Regions from separate parts of the Sus scrofa genome. Here regions 1, 2 and 4 are each linked to region 3. A link is a contact called in public Hi-C and HiChIP or PLAC-seq data. All regions are on one chromosome and are shown on one strand. Each heading gives the region's core, a stretch centred on a gene start, on an enhancer-like site or on the middle of the called end of the contact. The rest is flanking DNA. Distances are from core to core; before and after follow the strand shown. Region 1 holds the start of HMGN4 (high mobility group nucleosome-binding domain-containing protein 4). Region 2 holds the start of LOC100156127 (histone H2B type 1-M). Region 3 holds the start of LOC110261673 (histone H4). Region 4 holds the start of HIST1H2BD (histone cluster 1, H2bd).

Evidence for each region. Hi-C and Micro-C count contacts between places; a contact is called where the count stands out from the background. HiChIP or PLAC-seq counts read pairs in DNA pulled down with a chosen protein or histone mark.
Region 1: a contact with region 3 is called in a Hi-C map of liver, with 1.7 times the contacts expected there. The contact joins the promoter of HMGN4 here to the promoter of LOC110261673 in region 3. A contact is called at or near these places in 4 of 5 promoter capture datasets (fetal liver, fetal skeletal muscle and liver), 29 of 47 Hi-C or Micro-C datasets (adipose tissue, alveolar macrophages, blood and 16 more) and 2 of 2 datasets of contacts at active chromatin or transcription factors (alveolar macrophages and skeletal muscle).
Region 2: an H3K27ac HiChIP or PLAC-seq map of alveolar macrophages shows a contact between it and region 3. The contact joins the promoter of LOC100156127 here to the promoter of LOC110261673 in region 3. A contact is called at or near these places in 2 of 5 promoter capture datasets (fetal liver and liver), 12 of 47 Hi-C or Micro-C datasets (adipocytes, alveolar macrophages, epiblast stem cells and 6 more) and 2 of 2 datasets of contacts at active chromatin or transcription factors (alveolar macrophages and skeletal muscle).
Region 4: a contact with region 3 is called in an H3K27ac HiChIP or PLAC-seq map of skeletal muscle. The contact joins the promoter of HIST1H2BD here to the promoter of LOC110261673 in region 3. A contact is called at or near these places in 1 of 5 promoter capture datasets (liver), 7 of 47 Hi-C or Micro-C datasets (fetal skeletal muscle, heart right ventricle, liver and 3 more) and 2 of 2 datasets of contacts at active chromatin or transcription factors (alveolar macrophages and skeletal muscle).

What each region holds. Positions count from the first base shown.
Region 1 is chr7:20,995,892-21,000,491 of Sscrofa11.1, forward strand. It overlaps HMGN4 (high mobility group nucleosome-binding domain-containing protein 4), which reads left to right and starts at 3,022. Exons shown (of 2, transcript XM_001928253.7): 1 at 3,022-3,206. TRNAR-ACG (a tRNA gene) reads left to right here and starts at 2,101; the gene lies at 2,101-2,173. It overlaps TRNAV-CAC (a tRNA gene), which reads left to right and starts at 2,741; the gene lies at 2,741-2,813.
Region 2 is chr7:20,840,309-20,844,892 of Sscrofa11.1, forward strand. It overlaps LOC100156127 (histone H2B type 1-M), which reads left to right and starts at 1,877. Exons shown (of 2, transcript XM_001927939.5): 1 at 1,877-2,179; 2 at 2,182-2,351. The coding sequence starts at 1,921. The coding sequence ends at 2,300.
Region 3 is chr7:20,910,149-20,914,555 of Sscrofa11.1, forward strand. It overlaps LOC110261673 (histone H4), which reads right to left and starts at 2,226. Exons shown (of 1, transcript XM_021099847.1): 1 at 339-2,226. The coding sequence starts at 1,411. The coding sequence ends at 1,100. It overlaps TRNAM-CAU (a tRNA gene), which reads left to right and starts at 2,317; the gene lies at 2,317-2,388.
Region 4 is chr7:20,819,055-20,823,867 of Sscrofa11.1, forward strand. It overlaps HIST1H2BD (histone cluster 1, H2bd), which reads left to right and starts at 2,036. Exons shown (of 2, transcript NM_001243656.1): 1 at 2,036-2,471. The coding sequence starts at 2,082. The coding sequence ends at 2,462.

The sequences.
Region 1 (4,600 bases), core at 1,772-4,271, 87 kb after region 3:
ACTTGCAAGCAACTTGGCTAGTAAAAGCCCAGTTATTCAGTTAAACACTAACCTAGATGTTGCTGTGAAGGCATTTTGTAAATGTGGTTAACATCTGATTAGCTGACTATAAGTAAAAGAGTTTATCCTCAGTAATGTGGGTGGGCCTTAGCCAACAAGGTGAAAGACTTTAAGAGCAAAGTGAAGCTCTTCCTAAGGAAGAAGAAATTCTGTCACAAGACTGTAGTAGTATCAGCTCCTGCCTGGAATTTTCTAAACTCCTAGCCTGCACTACAGATTTCAGATTTGTCAGTCCCTACAATCATGTAAGACGACTCCTAGAAATATATGTGCTGTTCTGTTTTTTGTCAGTTCAGTTTCTCTTTTTCTGGCTGAAACAACCACTGAAAAAAAGACTGGAAGCTGGAAACTGGAACTCTCAGAGAAAAAGACCCAGGAGAAAGATCTCTAAGAAGGAAGTGAAAGCGAATGTCAGCTCATGTCAGAACTTGAGTAGAGAAATTTAAGGCAGCCACGAAAAGCTTTCAAAACCTGTCAAAGGGAGGTCTTTACAGACACTGAAGACAGCAAATGTGAGCACGGCCTCCCAGCTGGCTGAGTCGAAGGCCATTTTAGAGGTGCAAGATGGGACCTGTGACTTCCAGGAACTCCCTAGAATCTGGCCTTCTCATCCTGGCTATGTGATGAGGATAACAATAGAACCAAGAGGTACCCAGTTTGCTTCCCTTGTGCTGCACCCAGCAGGCTTGCAAGCCCTATACTTGCTCAGCTTCAAGACAGAAGAAAAGGCCCAGAGTCAGTAACAGAGACATCAGCGGTTTAATGGATGGGGGAACTCAGGGGTCTGAGGCAAGGCCCCAGAGGACACCCCACCATGTGCAGCACACGGCAGTAGTCTTAGCTCCCAGGGGAAGAGGGAGATTACCAACTATAGGGAGAACTGACCTCAGGTTGACAGGTCAATTACCAGGAAAACCAGCAGAGGATCACACCCTTCACCACCCCTTTGATAAGCTATCTTGGTGAAGTTCTCATCTAAAGATTAGAACAAATACTAGTTGGAGCTGGGGCAGTAAGTAGGCATTTACTGATTAGGCTCTAAGATTAAGAGGGAAGGTCAGTTCCGTGGTCTAGTGATTAGGATTCTGTGCTTTCAAGGCTGCAGCCTAGATTCAGTCCCGGGAACTGGGATCCGTGTCATGACGAATTTGCTTAAGTAAATTTGGGGAATAAAGTTTTTTCAACCATGCAAGAAGATACAAGAGAGATATATTGCCACCGTACAGTGGCTTCCAATTTCCTACAGAGTAACAGCCAAAGTTTTTACAAGGGCGTACAAGGCCAAGGATCATTTCCTCGAGGTCTCCTAGCGCTCTGCGCTCAGCACTGGCCTCCGCCACATTGCTGAAATCCCCAAGCGCGCTCCCACCTCCAGGCCTTTGCCCTGGAGATTCCCCCTGTTCCAGGTCGCTCTTTCCCCAATACCCACATTTATCTTTCATCACCTTCCCTGCTGGGTTTTCCTATTCCTTTTCCCGTTTGTTTTATTCTTCCCTCTAAGTGCTTATCACTATTATTTTATTTATTTAGTGCTTTATTACCGTCTTCGCTACTTCCATACAGTCTTCTTCAGGGCAAGGATGACATCTATTTTCTTTCTTTTGTGAAAAAAAAATTTTATTTTATTTATATTACTCAATGAATTTATTACATTTGTAGTTGTATAATGCATTTCCATCCCAAACCTCCAGCATCCCCCTACCCAAATCTATTTTCTTGACAGTTGTATTTCCGGTACCTTGAATGGTAATATCGGTTGAATGAATGAATTATTGAATGGGGGTGATACTGAGGCCGAGAGAGTGCCAGGCTTGCCTCCTACCGCCATTTTTCGGTTGGTTCAGACACACTGAGACAGGACTACAGACACTGGGGGACGCGCGTGCAAGCAAAGTGGCTGCCTGGGAGTCCACGCGCTGCAAGTCTGAACTAGCTAGGACAACGCAACTTGCAGGCCCAGGCGCAGACCGCACCGCGTGAAGCAGCGCCGCCGCCTTGTTTCTGATGAAGGCATGCCCGCCTGAAAAGTGTACACACGCCGGGCCAGTGGCGCAATGGATAACGCGTCTGACTACGGATCAGAAGATTCCAGGTTCGACTCCTGGCTGGCTCGATGTGCGTGGTTACTTTTTACTTACCTCCTCTGCCTACCGCTGAGACGTTCGATCAAGTTAGGAAATCCTTATAAAGTGAGGTGTGCCTGGAAGTCTCGGGAGCGAGAAAGCGCCAGTTTTAACCGCAACGGGAGACGTCACTCCTTAGCAGAGCAATTCCGCGTACGGCCATGAGGTGGCGCCAGCGGGAGAAATGCGCGCGGGCCGGGTGTCACGCCCAGCTTCGCCAGTCCATTCTAACTAAAGGTAACATAGTAAACAAAGGGAAAGAAATTAAAATCTAGTTCAGACTGAGAAATGGTAGTGAAGGGGTTAAAGTCGCATTCGTTCTCCCCTATCCAGCCATTTCCGGAATAAATTATTAAGAACTCGGCTCCAGATCTATGCGCCCTACGGGCTTGGCTTTCGCATTTAATTGGCTTCTCTGATTTAGGAGAATGGTACACAGACGCCAAGTGCACGTTAACGACGGAGATTTACAGGAACGGAGCAAATGGGCAGCGGAGGCATGGGGGTGGGGAGTTCCGTAGAATGAACTACCAGTCGGGGAAAACCATCACCGCAAGGTTTCCGTAGTGTAGTGGTTATCACGTTCGCCTCACACGCGAAAGGTCCCCGGTTCGAAACCGGGCGGAAACAAACGTTTTTCTACCACCATACATTTCCTTTAAACCATTTATTTGAAAAAATCATAAATACGTTTCCCTCCTTTTCTTATCTCACTTGTCCCGGCCTGTGGTGCTGTGGCGACACTATTCAAAGTAGGTCCGGAGTCTGCGGCCCCCGGAGGCGGACACTAGTATCACGAGGGGAGAACCGGGCTGTCCCCGACTGCGACGCGAGGTGGCCCGACGCCCGCAGCCCCGGAAGCGCATCCCCGCCTTGCCTTGCCTTCCTGTTCCCGGCTGTGCCGGGCTCCGGGCGTCTCTCCACGATCGCAGGGTTCACGCCGGCCCTGCCCCAGCCGAGGGCACCTGCGCAGCAGGCCGGCAGTCGGGAGCCCCGCGCCGCTCGGACGGCCGCGAGACTCGGGTAAGCACCTCGGAAGGAGGCCTTTGCGAGCGTCTCCGGAAAATGGGGGGAGTGCGGCCGCCCTGCCTAGATTCGGGACCCTCCTGCAATCCGGCCCTCGTAGTGATGAGGTCACCTAGGGTCCCCCCCACCTCCGCCTTGCCTCCCATTCTCAAGAATAGCGGAATTCGGGAGGGGAGGGTCATTACAGGCCCTGCTGGAGTGAGAAGTCTCCAGGGAAGCTCTAGGGCAGAAAAAGGAGAAGCAAGAAGAGGATTTGAAAGCATAGGGCCCGCAGGGCTGTGGCCCTGAATAGGTCTGCCACTGGCCTGGGCTCTTTCTCCCCTCTCCTCTCCATCTTAGGCGGCCTCACCTCTGAGAATCCCCTCCTCAGTGGCCACCGAAGGGCTGAGCTTTCCACCACTTGGGCCTTCTGCTCTCCCTGTCAAAAAGAAAAAAGCATCCCAAAGTTAAGAAATAGACCAACTGTTGCATATTGCCTTGAGTCTTGAGAAAAGTCCCTGGCAATACCTGTTTTAAATCAGGACTTGGGCCCTGGTGTTTGGCCTCGTACCTCTGTTTCTGACATGGCCTGCTTCAGTGTTAATGGAAGAAAAACATTATACAATTTGTATAAAATTATATGTATGTAACACCATACAGCTTCAACATAGCCTCTAGATTTTCTTCTTAGGTGTATTATTATTACTGTTGTTGTTACTGTTTCTAAGGGTAACCAAGCCTAGTCTCTCAGATGGCAATGTTCCAGATTCCCTCAAATGACTGATATGAATGTGATGTTTTTATAACCATAAGACAAGTAAGAGCAATACTTACGTAATGAACTGTTTTCCTGGTTTTTTTTTTCTTTCTTTCTTTCTTTTTTAAACAGGCAACTTGTATAAGCATCCCTTCCCCAGCCCTGTCACTCCCTCATTTTCATACTTTCTCTGAAAGACACATGCTTTTGTCATCTTGTTGTTTCCCTTCTTAACAAGGCAATAAGTTGGACAGGTGCTCGATGCAAATTTGTCTAAGACATTTCCATTTAAAAACCCCTCTATACCACTCAGAAATACATGTGAGTTCATATGGTGCCTTCCAGGAGCAAGGGTCTCAGGGTCCTGGAGGTGTTGGGTTTTGTCCTCTCCATCTTTCTCTGAGGCCAAACCACAGGAATACTTTTTTTTTTTTTCCCCTTACCCAAGGCTGTTTATTTCTGTGCAAAACCATGTTTCTCTTTTGTACAAAGAGCACCCCACCGTTACCTCTCCCTCTCTGCACATGTCAGTGCCCTAGGCCTGAGAGGCATTCCCCCAGGAGGGGGCTGAAGTAAGGCCCCACCCATCAGCCCTTACTCTCCCTGCTCCCGCTCAGGAGACAAGCAGACTCAAGATGAAAGAGAAAAAAACCAT
Region 2 (4,584 bases), core at 627-3,126, 70 kb before region 3:
CTCCTGGGTGAGGTAGTTTTTAAGATTGAGTCACATGATTTGGGGGATGACTTAGTCCTGTCTTAGTTACGTTTCTCCAGAGCAGGGCGAGAGCTTGGAGTCAGGTTTCGTTTTTCTTTTTTTCCTGAGGTGAACCTAACACTCTTGTTTACTTTTTTTTTTTTTAATGGAAAAAGAAAAGAAATAATCAGGTAGGGGTCTATGATTAATTAAATGAATGCAAATAAAGTATGTTGGCTTTATTCAGCACATTGCTACACTGGCTAAACTGGGAATAAGGAAGAAATCAAGAAGTTGAATTCTCCTCAATACGGAAGTGAGAGAAACCAATTAACTATTTTGTGAAAAAGAAAGATAAGATTGAGTAAGCACAGGAGTGTGCCCTTGTTGGTTGCTTGCCTGCTACATGCAGCTTCCTGCTCTGGATTTACTGCACACGCGGGAAGCCTGGGAAGGGTTAGGGATAAAGTCAGCTTCAGGGAGGACACTTCTCTGCAGAAAGGAAAAATGGCTGCGCAGGAGATAGATGGATCCCAGGCTGAGCAAATGTAATCTGTTCCCTGTGGAGATAACTTCAAGATAAAAGATGTATCCTGCTAGGATAAAAGAGAGAGAGTATTTCTCATTCTTGAGATCAAAGATACACTAGCAGAAAGGTTCCTCAGGGGTCTGAGAAAGGAGGGACCAGACCACAGTACCTCCTGACAACTTCTCCGAGAACCTTGTGTTAAATCCATCCTGCCAAAGCCAGAGGAAGCAAGAGCATTGTCCAGTAGAAGGCCTCAGCTCATGGTAACACCAGATCCTTAAGCCACTGGGGCGAGGGATGGAACCTGTGTCCTCAGGGATTCTAAGCAGAGTCGATTCCACTGAGCCAGGACCGGAAAATCCCCTCCACCTCCACCCTAAATGATTTAAAAGGCCTCGCAAGGACATGTTGCTCTCTTCCTCTCTTGCTTCTTTCTCTGTCTGTCTTTATATCTCCCTTTCTCCCTCCCCACCCCACCCCGCCTGTTTTTGTATTTTCTATGCACCTTCTTCTCTCTCTTCTCTCTTTAAATAATTACCTCACTACCTTCAGTCTCTTTGTCAAATTCTTTCTCCAAAAGGGACAAAGATCTGAGGACCTACATCAGGTGGTTAGCGTTCAACATTCTCACCAACAGCCACCGGAGAACAATGGTAATGGCAGAATTATCTGCTCAGAAGCCAGTTTCAGCCAAAGATGATGGTGGTGATAATAAAATTAAAGTAAAAGTGTTAAAGGCCAACCTGCTAACTTTTATTCTTTTATTTTTTTAATTCTTTTCAGTAGGTAGAATGAAGAACTTTCTTATCCGCGCTTGCAGTTAAAAGGAGTGATTTGATCCTCCGTTATGAAGGACATGTGGGTCACGAAATTCTATTCTTATCTCCCTTCAAGGGATGTAATTTTATTTATGTAATTTTATTTCCTGCTATATTTGTGTGTTTTGTGTGCTGTGGGAAACGCTGTCTTTGGTATTTTCTGTACCACCGCAGATCGCCTATTCTCTATTTTTCCTTTCCCTATTAGATTCAAATGTAAAGACAGAGCTTTTCCAGGACCTGAAAAGGAGGTTTAGAAGTCGGAGAGGTACTCGGGCAACTAGCTTTGCTTCCTTTGCAAGTCAAAGCTCTGGAAAGTCATATTTTTTAAAACTGACAAACTAAACGGAATTGTTATAAAACAGTGATAAGATTAAAGAAGCTGGCTTGATTGGTGGAAAATTGACTCAGGAGACCAATGGGAGAGTAGCTCGTTTGCATGCAGCCTGTGACAAACGAACGAATCAGCAGTTTGGAAACCAAGTCTTCATTTGCATAAATCTGTCTACAAATAGGCAGGATCCAGCAGCACAGCCACCATTTTCTTTTCTCTTCAGAGAAAGGGCAGGTAAAATGCCTGAACCAACGAAATCTGCTCCAGCCCCGAAGAAGGGCTCCAAGAAAGCCGTGACCAAGGCGCAGAAAAAAGATGGCAAGAAGCGCAAGCGCAGCCGCAAGGAGAGCTACTCCGTGTACGTGTACAAGGTGCTGAAGCAGGTCCACCCCGACACCGGCATCTCGTCCAAGGCCATGGGCATCATGAACTCCTTCGTCAACGACATCTTCGAGCGCATCGCGGGTGAGGCCTCGCGGCTGGCGCATTACAACAAGCGTCGACCATCACGTCCCGGGAGATCCAGACGGCCGTGCGGCTGCTGCTGCCCGGGGAGTTGGCCAAGCACGCCGTGTCTGAGGGCACCAAGGCCGTTACCAAGTACACCAGCTCCAAGTAAATTTATTTCTAGGCACTGTCAAACCCAAAGGCTCTTTTCAGAGCCACCTCACGTTTTCACAATCTGAGTTGTTCACTAGGACTTTTTAGTTCCTAGAAACTGCATTTAACTCGTGTGAAGGTGGTACTTTAGGAAACACTTTGAAAGTTAACTGTTTTTGTGGTACATCTACTTAACTGTTGTGGTTATGGACAACCGTCCTGTGTACAGGACTCCAGAAACTTTAGCAAGTGGGAGCTAGTAACTGCCTAGGTTTAACCCCAACCTTTGGAACTCTAGATTACCTTTAAAATTTGTACAGGGTGCTCTCTGTGCAAATAGCGGCGCTTTGTGAAGTCTGGTTTTCCGTTTTATGTAAAGCGCCTCCCTATAGTATTTGAGAAGCCATAGTTAGATTTTGAAATCCTGCTCTCTAAAAACTACATCCTCTGTGATGCTGCAGGACCGCGCCCAAGTTCTTTTGGGTGGAATTCCTTTTCTCACTCTTTTAAGCCCTTTTTTACCTAGGTCTTTCAAGTCAACTAAATTTTTAAAAGGCTCTCATCATTGGACTTTTTCTAAATATACAATCTTCTCCCTACTTCCCTGACTCGTTTTACAAAGCGGACCTGCAAAATTCACAGAATTCTATGTTCAGAATAAACAGTTTTAATATTGTGGTCACATAAAATAATCTGCAGCCTCCTATTAGCCCCTATCACTGTCAAGCTCCCTTCCTAGACCAGGGCCTTATTCTTCCTCCAGCTTTCCTGTTCTGTTTATGTGCTTCACAGCCTTTGGATGATTCCCCCCCTCCCCCCAAACTTGATAAAATCTGAAATCTGCTATAGGGAGTTCCCCTTGTGGCTTATCAGGGTTATGAACTCGATTAGTATCCATGAGGACTCGGGTTTGATCCCTGGCTCTGCTCAGTGGGTTAAGGATCCAGCGTTGTGGTGAGCCCTGGTGTAGGCCGGCATCTGTAGCAGCTGCGATTCGACCCGAGGCTGGGAACTATGCCAGTGGTTACAGGTTTAAGAAGCAAGCAAGAAAGAAAAAAATCGGCTGTGGCTACAAGCCCTGCAAGGTCTGGCCCTCACCTAACTCTCCTTTCTGGTTTGGAAGTCCCTCTCCCCAACGGTCTTATTTATTTTTTTATTTTATTTTATTTTGGCCATCCTGCGGCATATGGAGTTCTCTGGCCAGGGATCGGATCAGAGCCACAAACATGACCTAAGCCACAACTGAGACAAGGAGGGTTTCTTAACACACTGTGCCTGGCAGGGAATGGAACCTGCACCCCAGCGGTCTAAAGATGCCGCCAATCATGTTGCGCTACAGTGGAAACTCCTCCCCCAACAGTTTTAAACTGTGAGCTATTCCACCCTCCAGGTCTTCGGAGTTTTCCTGAAATACACCTATGCCCAGCATACAAATAAAGTTTATTGATCAAAAACTCCGATTTCAGCTTAATCATTATGAAATGGCTTTGGGAAAGCATCCACACTGCCTGATATGAGGGCCTTCCAGGTAAACCCAAAGAGTGTCCATCAGGTTCATTCAGTTAAGTGCCAAGAATCAAATTATGTACTGAGGATATAAAGCAAACTTGAGTGTGCATCACAAGCACCCAGAAAGCTTGTCAAAGGACAGATTACTTGTTCCACTCCCAGTTTCAGTTTCATTGACTGGGGGAAGATCTGAGAACTTGGCTTATTGGCAAAAAGTTGCCAGGAGATACAGACGCTGCTTATCTGGTTTGACACTGAGAACAACTAATATATGGTGAAGAACAAGCTAAGCGAAAGCCCCTCCCACATGGAGCTTTCCGGGTAACAAAGATGAGATTGAGTTATAAGATGATGAAGGGTGTGGATGTCAATCAAGTTTAGATTTATGATGCAGATGACAAAAAGTTATAGAAAGCTTCTAAGCAGGTAGAGACATCATTGGCTGTGTTAGGAAGATAGCTCTATGGCAAGAGATTAGCTGGATTGAAGAGAAATGGCAGCGATGAAAGATGATAAAGGCAAGAACTGGCAGCAAAAATGGAGCAGATACAATAAACAAATCAGCAGTTGAAGTGATTCCATTCAGTATTTTCTCAAATCTTGATTGGATTTCCTCACTATGAGACATTATGTTACAGATGAATGAGACTGACAAGAGTTCCCCTTGGGGCTAATATCTAGTGGGAGAAGGGAGATAATCAACAATTAATAAGCCACTAAGAAAATTTCAAATAGAGAGTTCTGAGTGCTATGAAATTATTCGAAATAAAAACAGATGCTGTGACAGTAACTGA
Region 3 (4,407 bases), core at 976-3,475:
TCGCCAGGAAACAAGTCAAACCAGGACATTCTATAGGGCAGGCCTACGACAAATCAATGTCAAAAAAACTAAGCGGGATCTCTGAGGAGAGAAAACTTAGAGACCTGAGACACAACAAAAGCCTGATTGGAATCTCCTCTAAGCAACCCAGATACCTAAAAAAGCATAACAGGGATTGGTTAATGTGAACAGAGTATTAGATATTAGGGAATTTGGTTTTAGATTGACAGCAATTATATGAGAGCTTTAAAAAAAATAGTGCATACTTACGAATGTGAGGTAAAATATCCTGATGCCAGAATATGTGTTTTTTTAAATCATGTCTACTTAACAACTGCTAAGCTTAGCTGTCATTTATTTTCTTTAAGTAACCCTTCATATGGACAACGTTTTTCCTAACAGGAAGCCAGAATTTAGTGGTCTCTATAACCTAACAATACATGCTAGCTCTCTCCGCGTGTACATTTTAATTTTGCTCCCTGTCTTTTGTACAAGTTCTAGTTAGCAGAGCCGAGCAACGTCTCCACACGCCACCCGAGCCGAGCAGCGCGCGCCCCTGCCCAAGGTTAACATGCCGCCTCCCTCACGAATTCGCCTTTGTTCCGGGCCCGCGTCCCGCCGCAAACACGGCCTTTCTTTGTTCCTCGGCCTCGCCGCCATTTTGAGCCCGGACCACGGACGGGGGAGGGGAGGCTTGCGGCGCTCCGCCGCGGGCCGTTTAAGCTGAATTCTCTCTAGTATTCAACACCAGACGTACACGACTCAAATTGGAATGCTCCAGAACTGAAAAAGGAATCCTTCGGGGTAGAAAGTACCGTAACTTACTTCACTGGCCCATGAACGTAAAGCTGGACGATAAACATCAGCCTAAAACCACGTTACCCGAAGCGCAAACACACAGCCCAGCACACTTCCAAAGCCTTAGGACGCGAGCTAAAAAGTACTAGTTTTAGTTTAAAACGTACACACTTCGTTATCTGCTTTCACAAACACCGAAGTATAAAAGAAATCAGCAAGTGCCGGCTCTTTCGCAGAAACACGTGGGCGGCCCTGAAAAGGGCCTTTGGTGGAAAATGTTAGGTGGCAGGAATCGGGAGACTTAACCGCCAAAGCCGTAGAGGGTGCGGCCCTGGCGCTTCAGCGCGTAGACGACATCCATGGCGGTGACGGTCTTGCGCTTGGCGTGCTCGGTGTAGGTGACGGCGTCCCGGATGACGTTCTCCAAGAACACCTTCAGAACCCCACGGGTCTCCTCGTAGATGAGCCCAGAGATGCGCTTGACCCCCCCACGCCGAGCCAAACGACGAATGGCGGGCTTGGTAATACCCTGGATGTTATCCCGCAAGACCTTACGGTGGCGCTTGGCGCCCCCCTTTCCGAGCCCCTTTCCGCCTTTACCACGACCAGACATGGCAGCGAGGATTCGGAAAGCTTGCAGAAAAGTGAGAGACCGAAGAGGCAATTGCCTTATATGAGCGGATTGCGGACCGAATTGAAGACTGAGGGCGCGCTCTCCGGAACACTTTCATTTATCCTGCCGGCCCCTCCCTTCGTGGGCCCGTTGAGTAGTGACGTCATGACGCCTTAGTCCCCGCCCGCCTAGAGAACCCTCGGCTAAGTTATTGGTCGCTGATCCGGCATCTCTAAGTGGAAATTTTCGGACCTATTTTACAAATTCGTCAGACTACAGAAATCAACTTTTTTTAAAACTGATTTTTTTAAAACTGATTATCTTCCCGTTTGGGATGCTTTGAGACAATTGCGCAGAAGCCTTGACCCACACGACCGGAACTGCTGCAACCTTCGTAAGAATGCTTTGCCCCCCACGTTTACGGTGCCACCAGTATTACTGCTCCCTGCAAACAAAATTCTTCAAACCCAAGACCCACTCCGGAGTTTAAAAACTGCAAGATTTCAGCTTCATCACCAAGCCAAGGGAAATTTGACCAAAACGATTTTCTTACCAAAACCGAATATCTGGTTGGTTAGTGATTCTGTGGCTCGCCCGCCACGCGGACGCCCGTGTTCATTTCCCGTTTTGTTTTCTTTCCTTTCCCTGTATGTTAAATCCTGTAATTCTCATTTAATTATGTAACAATTTACCTCACCTCTGAGCCCAGTACCTTAACACTGTGTTAATGTTTACTACTCTTCATTTTATTTTCTCTGATTCTGGTAGCGAGATTGTTGCGGAGATTTGGCAACTTGTAGTCAAGGTATTGAAATAAATAAGCGACTTCTGACAGATTTCTTTAGAGGCCAAGTCTCCGCTGATTCACGTTAACTACATTACAAGTAAACCTTTTTGTAACAAGCAGCAGAGTGGCGCAGCGGAAGCGTGCTGGGCCCATAACCCAGAGGTCGATGGATCGAAACCATCCTCTGCTAACTACTGTTTTTCTTTCTTTCTCCCTTCCTCATTACTTCTCTAGTTAAAATTCTGTAGCTTGGTCTCACAATAACGAAAGAAAATAAAATGCCACTCTCCCCCCCTTTTTTTTAAATGCTGGAACTAAAATGGTTTCCTGAAAACAAACGTGAAACTGTTATGTGAGTTCTTCTGGATGCCAGAGTGACCATGCTATTGTTGCCACCAGTTATCTTGACAGATCTCCTAGCCCTGTGAAGCCAGGAAAATGCTGAAATAAACTGGGCAGAGGTGAAAGCCAAGACATTGAGTTATATTTCCTTCTATAGCATAACTCGGAAAGCACCACTTTTAGGTAATTGTGGCCATGTGGTTAAGGTAATAGACTAGACATCTACAGGCGCTGATCCTAGCGCTGATTCTTTGCAACTATTAGAGTTTTAATCTTGGGAATAAATAAGCAGCAGTTTGAGAGAGGGCAAAGTTTTGGTGGCCATGATTATACTCTGACCTGAAGAAAAACCACTTTGGCCTCTGCTGGTAAATGAGTTTTTACCCTCTACCTTCCTTTACAATTTCTAACAGAACTATTCTCTATTTCTAACAGAACAGAACTATTTCTAACAGAACATGCTCATTTTTAAAATATATGTGTGGACTGTTTTATACTTCTCTCTCTCAGAAAGGATTCCTATTCAGATATCTATGTGTTAGTTGCCTGCTAGGTGCTAAGGCATTAAGTAGCCTGCAGTGTAGGCATGCTTTTAAACAAGTAAGTATGTAAGTATGTATAATACAAGAATGTATAATATAGACATTTCTTTTAGAAGATTGTACACTAAGTGAGTTGGGAACAAGGGTAATTATGGCTGTTTCTGTCCACCCTAGGGCCACGCAGTAGTTGGTGATTCACAGGAAGGATTCGCATGAATCAACATATACCCAAGGTTAAAATTTCTTACAGCAAAGGAGAAAGTGCAGACACAACAAAGAAAAGATATACACAAGCAAATACTAGAGAAGGCTTTCTTGCCTTCCATCTTCAGGAATGACACAGATGCCCTTCCTGACTGAAGCGGAAAGTCATGGAAAGCAAGACACCTGTCATGCTCAACAATTTTTGCCTGGATTTCCTTGCCAATGATATCAAAGATGGAGTGTGTATCTTTTCCTTGCTGCGCCCTATATATATATATATGTGTATATATATGTGTATATATGTGTGTATATATGTATATATATGTATATATGTATATATATGTATATATGTATATATATGTGTATATATGTATATATGTGTATATATGTATATATGTGTATATATGTATATATATGTGTATATATGTGTATATATATGTGTATATATATATGTGTGTGTATATATATATATATATTCACAATTTTGTATATGTATACATATAATATCTTAATTTGACCACTCCAAACTTGGATGTTTAGTGCACGAATTAACATGTCAAAAAAAAAAGAAAGAAAGAAAAAATTTAACATATCCAAACTGAACTTTTCATCCTAACCCCATACACGTACATTCTACCCACAAAATGCTCCTTCTCCTCCTTCTGTGGTGATCGCCCATCTCAGCAAATGGAAACTTTGTTGTTAACAGCAAAAAATCTTGGAGATGTATATGACTTCTCTATTTCTCTCACACTCTCAATCCAATCAGCAAGTCCTTCAAACCATAGTCAAAATTCAACCACTTCTCACCACTTCCACCAACACTATTCGCTATGGTTTAGCCACCATCTTCCTGCTTCCAGGAAGAGACGAAGAGAGAAAACAAGTCCAGCTTCAAATATATGCAGAATAGAAGGATTTTTGTTGTTGATGATGTTGTTAAATAATCTCCATCAAAAAGAAAATGTATATGAGAAACTCAGCACATTTATACTGAGCTTCTACTATTTGCCAAATGCTATTCTGTGTGAAAGGGCACATTTCTATACAACAGAAGCTGCTAATTTACTAATCAAGAAAAGCCAAGATGTATTATAAATAAACCAGGAAGGGCAACGCTC
Region 4 (4,813 bases), core at 786-3,285, 91 kb before region 3:
GTTTGATGAACTCAAATGCCCTCGGCTCAATAGGCAGGACTCTCCGAGGAGCCTGTGTTACTTCCCTCACTTAAGCGCAGATTTATAATAAAAATCTTAATGCCAGTGACATGGTTTTTGGACATATAAGAAGCTAACCACTTGGAGAATCATACTTGAGAGGTCAAAAAACTCCACAGTTAAAGATCAGTTTATAATTTACGAAGAAAATAGAAAGTTTTGTTTCTCTGAGTTGAAATTTGACGAGCACGGTGGGAAATATTGCTGGGTTTTGGCATAAGGTTTTGTGCTTTCCTCATAATTTGAGACTTGCGTGAAGCCTGAGGCTTCGGGGATCATTTTCTGAGAAAAATTGGGCAATTCGGTCGAGAGAATTTTGATATTTTTGGCATTTTTTGAGGTGTAACAAACACAACTCGGGATCCGAGAGGACACTCTGCGGCTGCCAGCGAGGCGGGCTGGACAGCGCACCAATCACGGCGCAGCTCCGCCCTATATAAACGGGCGGGCGCAGCGGCGCGGCCCGAGTCCCGGCCAGTGCCTCTGTTTCCGGCTCGAATTGCTCTCCCACGCCCGCCTTCAACATGTCCGAGACTGCGCCTGCCGCGCCGGCTGCTCCGGCCCCTGCGGAGAAGACGCCAGTGAAAAAGAAGGCCCGCAAGTCTGCAGGTGCTGCGAAGCGCAAGGCGTCTGGACCTCCCGTGTCCGAGCTCATCACTAAGGCTGTCGCCGCCTCCAAGGAGCGCAGCGGCGTGTCCTTGGCTGCGCTCAAAAAGGCGCTGGCGGCCGCTGGCTACGATGTGGAGAAGAACAACAGCCGTATCAAGTTGGGTCTGAAGAGTTTGGTGAGCAAGGGCACCCTGGTGCAAACCAAGGGCACTGGCGCCTCCGGCTCTTTCAAGCTCAACAAGAAGGCGGCCACCGGGGAAGCGAAACCCAAAGCCAAGAAAACGGGCGCGGCTAAGCCCAAAAAGCCCGCGGGAGCGGCTAAGAAGCCCAAGAAGGCGACGGGGACGGCCACCCCGAAGAAGAGCGCCAAAAAGACTCCAAAGAAGGCGAAGAAGCCTGCCGCGGCTGCAGGAGCCAAAAAAGCAAAGAGCCCCAAAAAAGCGAGAGCCGCCAAGCCTAAGAAGGCGCCCAAGAGCCCAGCGAAGGCCAAAGCGGTGAAACCTAAGGCGGCTAAACCAAAGACCGCCAAGCCCAAGGCAGCCAAGCCAAAGAAGGCGGCAGCCAAGAAGAAATAGGAAGTCCCTTTGGCCAACGGCTTACAAGCTCTACACAACCCAAAGGCTCTTTTCAGAGCCACCCACAGATCTCCGGAAAAGAGCTGTTGCACACTCTTAAGGGGGCGTGGCTGGGAGGAAAAGGCTGCGAGTTAAAGGGCGGGCCTCCGGGGACGGGAGGTGGGTCTTCATAGCGATTCATTTAAAACCTGTGGGAGGTGTAGCGGGCCGGGTATTTTGTCTGTCCCGAGTTTGGTTGGGTAGAAGGCCCACATCTTGCACACGTTTGGGAGTCAGGACTGATTCCGTTCGTGTTGCCCTAGCGCTATCTTCTAAGTATCCATTGCACAAATGTTAAGGTTAACGAACGTGAACTTGAAGGTGACCCAGCTCACCTTCAAGTTGATGTATGTGGTGGCTGCAAATTATTAGCTGTCCCAGGCGCAGGATAAGGCGTTTGCCCACCAACTTCATCAGCAGGACACTTAGATGGCTGCTAGTTGCGTGCAAACCCAATGCACCGAGTTATTAAAACTAACCCGTTCTAGGCTAAGCAGCCTTCTCTTAGCGGTGAAATACAGAGTGCAACTACTTGAAAAAACTATTTATACTAGCTGTGAGTAGCCTAGTCCAAGCCCTCTGATTGGGTCGAAGCAAAGTAAGTTAACAGCCAATGGAAACGTAGACCTGCAAGTTTCATTTACATTCGTGTTTGTGACGCCACAATAAAATTAATCCAATCGTGAGCGAAACCTTACTAACCTCATTTGAATACCGCATCTATAAATAAATGTGGCCTCACCCTGACTGACTATTTTCCCAGGTGTTAGCCTTGCAGTTCTAACTTTTAACGCTGCTATGCCTGAACCCACCAAATCTGCTCCCGCCCCGAAGAAGGGGTCCAAGAAAGCGGTGACTAAGGCGCAGAAGAAGGATGGCAAGAAGCGCAAGCGCAGCCGCAAGGAGAGCTACTCCGTGTACGTGTACAAGGTGCTGAAGCAGGTCCACCCGGACACTGGCATCTCGTCCAAAGCCATGGGCATCATGAACTCCTTTGTCAACGACATCTTCGAGCGCATCGCGGGTGAGGCCTCGCGGCTGGCGCATTACAACAAGCGCTCGACCATCACGTCCCGGGAGATCCAGACGGCCGTGCGGCTGCTGCTGCCCGGGGAGCTGGCCAAGCACGCCGTGTCCGAGGGCACTAAGGCCGTCACCAAGTACACCAGCTCCAAATAAATTTGCCAAGTAAGCATCTTTACTGTTAACCCCAAAGGCTCTTTTAAGAGCCACGCATGCTCTCAGCAAATGAGTTGTAATTGTTTAATTCCAAAGACTACTTTTTGAGTTCCCCCAAATTTAAAGTTTCGTTGCCATGCTTTAGTGCTCCAATAACAGCTACTTAGGAAATACTTATGAAGAACCTACGCAATAACTATGTGCCATAGGTTGCGGGTTCACTGTGGGCAAGTACCGATGAATTATTTAATGTCACCTAACTAAATGTTAGTTTGCACTCAAAATGCCATTTCAAGGGTACACCTTTCCTTTCCGTGTGTAGGTCTCCAAGTTGATCCTGGCGTTGTTCCAGAACTTGCGGATGACAGATTACCCAGAGCAGGAAACAGCATGCTCTGACAACTTCATTCTGCACTTTTTCTATTCTATTTTTCTTTTTTCTTTTTCAAGCCATGTAGACATATCTGAAAAAAGGCTGAAGACAATGTGAGTTTTCACAGATATATTGCAAAGGCTTTACTGGTTTGCTTGCTTTGTAATTGGTGCAGTTCTGCTTGAGGTTCTGAGCAGCGGCAGGGGAGGTAAAGGAGAAGCCCAAACTATCCTAAAGGATCCGACGGAAGGGAAAAGGAAAGGGAAGCCGTCTTTGAAATCCCTTGAAATCCTCTCAGCTACTCTATCTTCTTTCCCAGAAAGTCCTAATTAATTCTTAGTCCTGGGGGCGGGGCAGCATTCAGCTTTAATATTCTCTGGGTCAAAAGAGAGAAGCCCAAACTCTCAATCGGTTAATGTGTCGGAATCAGGGCTTAAGCCCCCTTTTCAGCACCCTTACCGCTTTACCGAATGTCCCCGAGCATCAAGGGTAGAGAGGAAGTAGAAAGGGAAGGGCAGGCAGCCCCTTCTGGCAGCAGTTGGCTTTTGCTGCACTAAGTCGGATAGCCTTAAGTGTTTTCATTGCTGGGGAAGATAAAACCTCTGAAAGGAAGTGGGGGCGGGGGAGCCTGTGGCAGGAAGGAAAGGAATCGATAATCAGAGGTGGCCAAGAAAATTGCAAAGTAGATGAGGCTGGACTGGGAGTGAAGTGCTGATTGAGATGGAAAATCTCAATGGTAGGCAGTGGTATTGTAGGCTGAGAGAAGAATGAATTTAGAAACTCTAGGGTTCTCACATCTCCCAAACAGAGAGATTCATGGATCATGGGGATAGATTTTCCATAATAAGGCAATCTGGGTACTTGGATGGACAATTAAAATTTAGAAACGTATTTTTTAAAATTATAAAAACAACAAAGAGCCACTACAAAAGTAAGGAACTCTCAGACCCAGGGGTTTGGTCCATGTTGAAACCACAAGCGCCTCAGCTGGCGTCACCCAAACCTAAGCTGTGTTTTTTATGGTGTTATGTGAAGACTGGCCCTGGTGGGGAGCCTGATAAGAACTCTTTTCCAGTGAAGCTGAGACACCAGACCAGAATAAACTAGTAATAAACATGCACACATACAACTCATCATTGATGATTGCAAAGTTGGCCCTGAGCCTTGTTGCCTGGCAAGCGGATGCTACTGCTGAGAATTTGGACTATAAGCCAGCCTTCGCTCTTACTCATTTCATCATTAATACTGCGAGGATTCAAAACACCCAGGGTGCAGAGTTCCTACTGTGGCGCAGTGGTTAAAGAATCCAACTAGGAACTATGAGGTTTCGGGTTCAATCCCTGGCCTTGCTCAGTGGGTTAAGGATCCGGCGTTGCCGTGAGCTGTGGTGTAGGTCACAGACACGACTCAGATCCTTGTTGCTGTGGCTGTGGTGTAGGCCGATGGCTACAGTTCTGATTAGACCCCTAGCCTGGGAATCTCCATATGCTGCAGAAGCAGCCCTAGAAAAGGCAAAAAGACAAAAGAAAAAAACAACCAGGGTGGGAATTTATTTTAGGGATATTCCAAACTGGTTTGATGCCCTTGAGCACCTGATAAAAGCAAATGCAAATCCTCCCTGGAAGAATAAACTTCCTTCTAGGCCCCAATAAATCTCCGTAGATAAATATCCAAGAAAATGAATGAGCAGCTACACAACCAAAATTAACCAAACATACCATGAAACAAGACAACAGGAACAAGAGCAATAGACAATGCAAAAAAAAGCACGAATTAACAGATAATAGATTTCAAGTGACTAAATTTAATATCTTTAAAAAAACTGTAAAATATGTAAGACTACAAAGAATAATCACACAGATTTGAAAAAAATTCTAGAAATATAGATACATTTATTTCTAGAATTTTTGTTTTCTATATATGAGTATAGAAGACAAATATTATTCTATAACATGATATATGTAATTAATTAAAATCA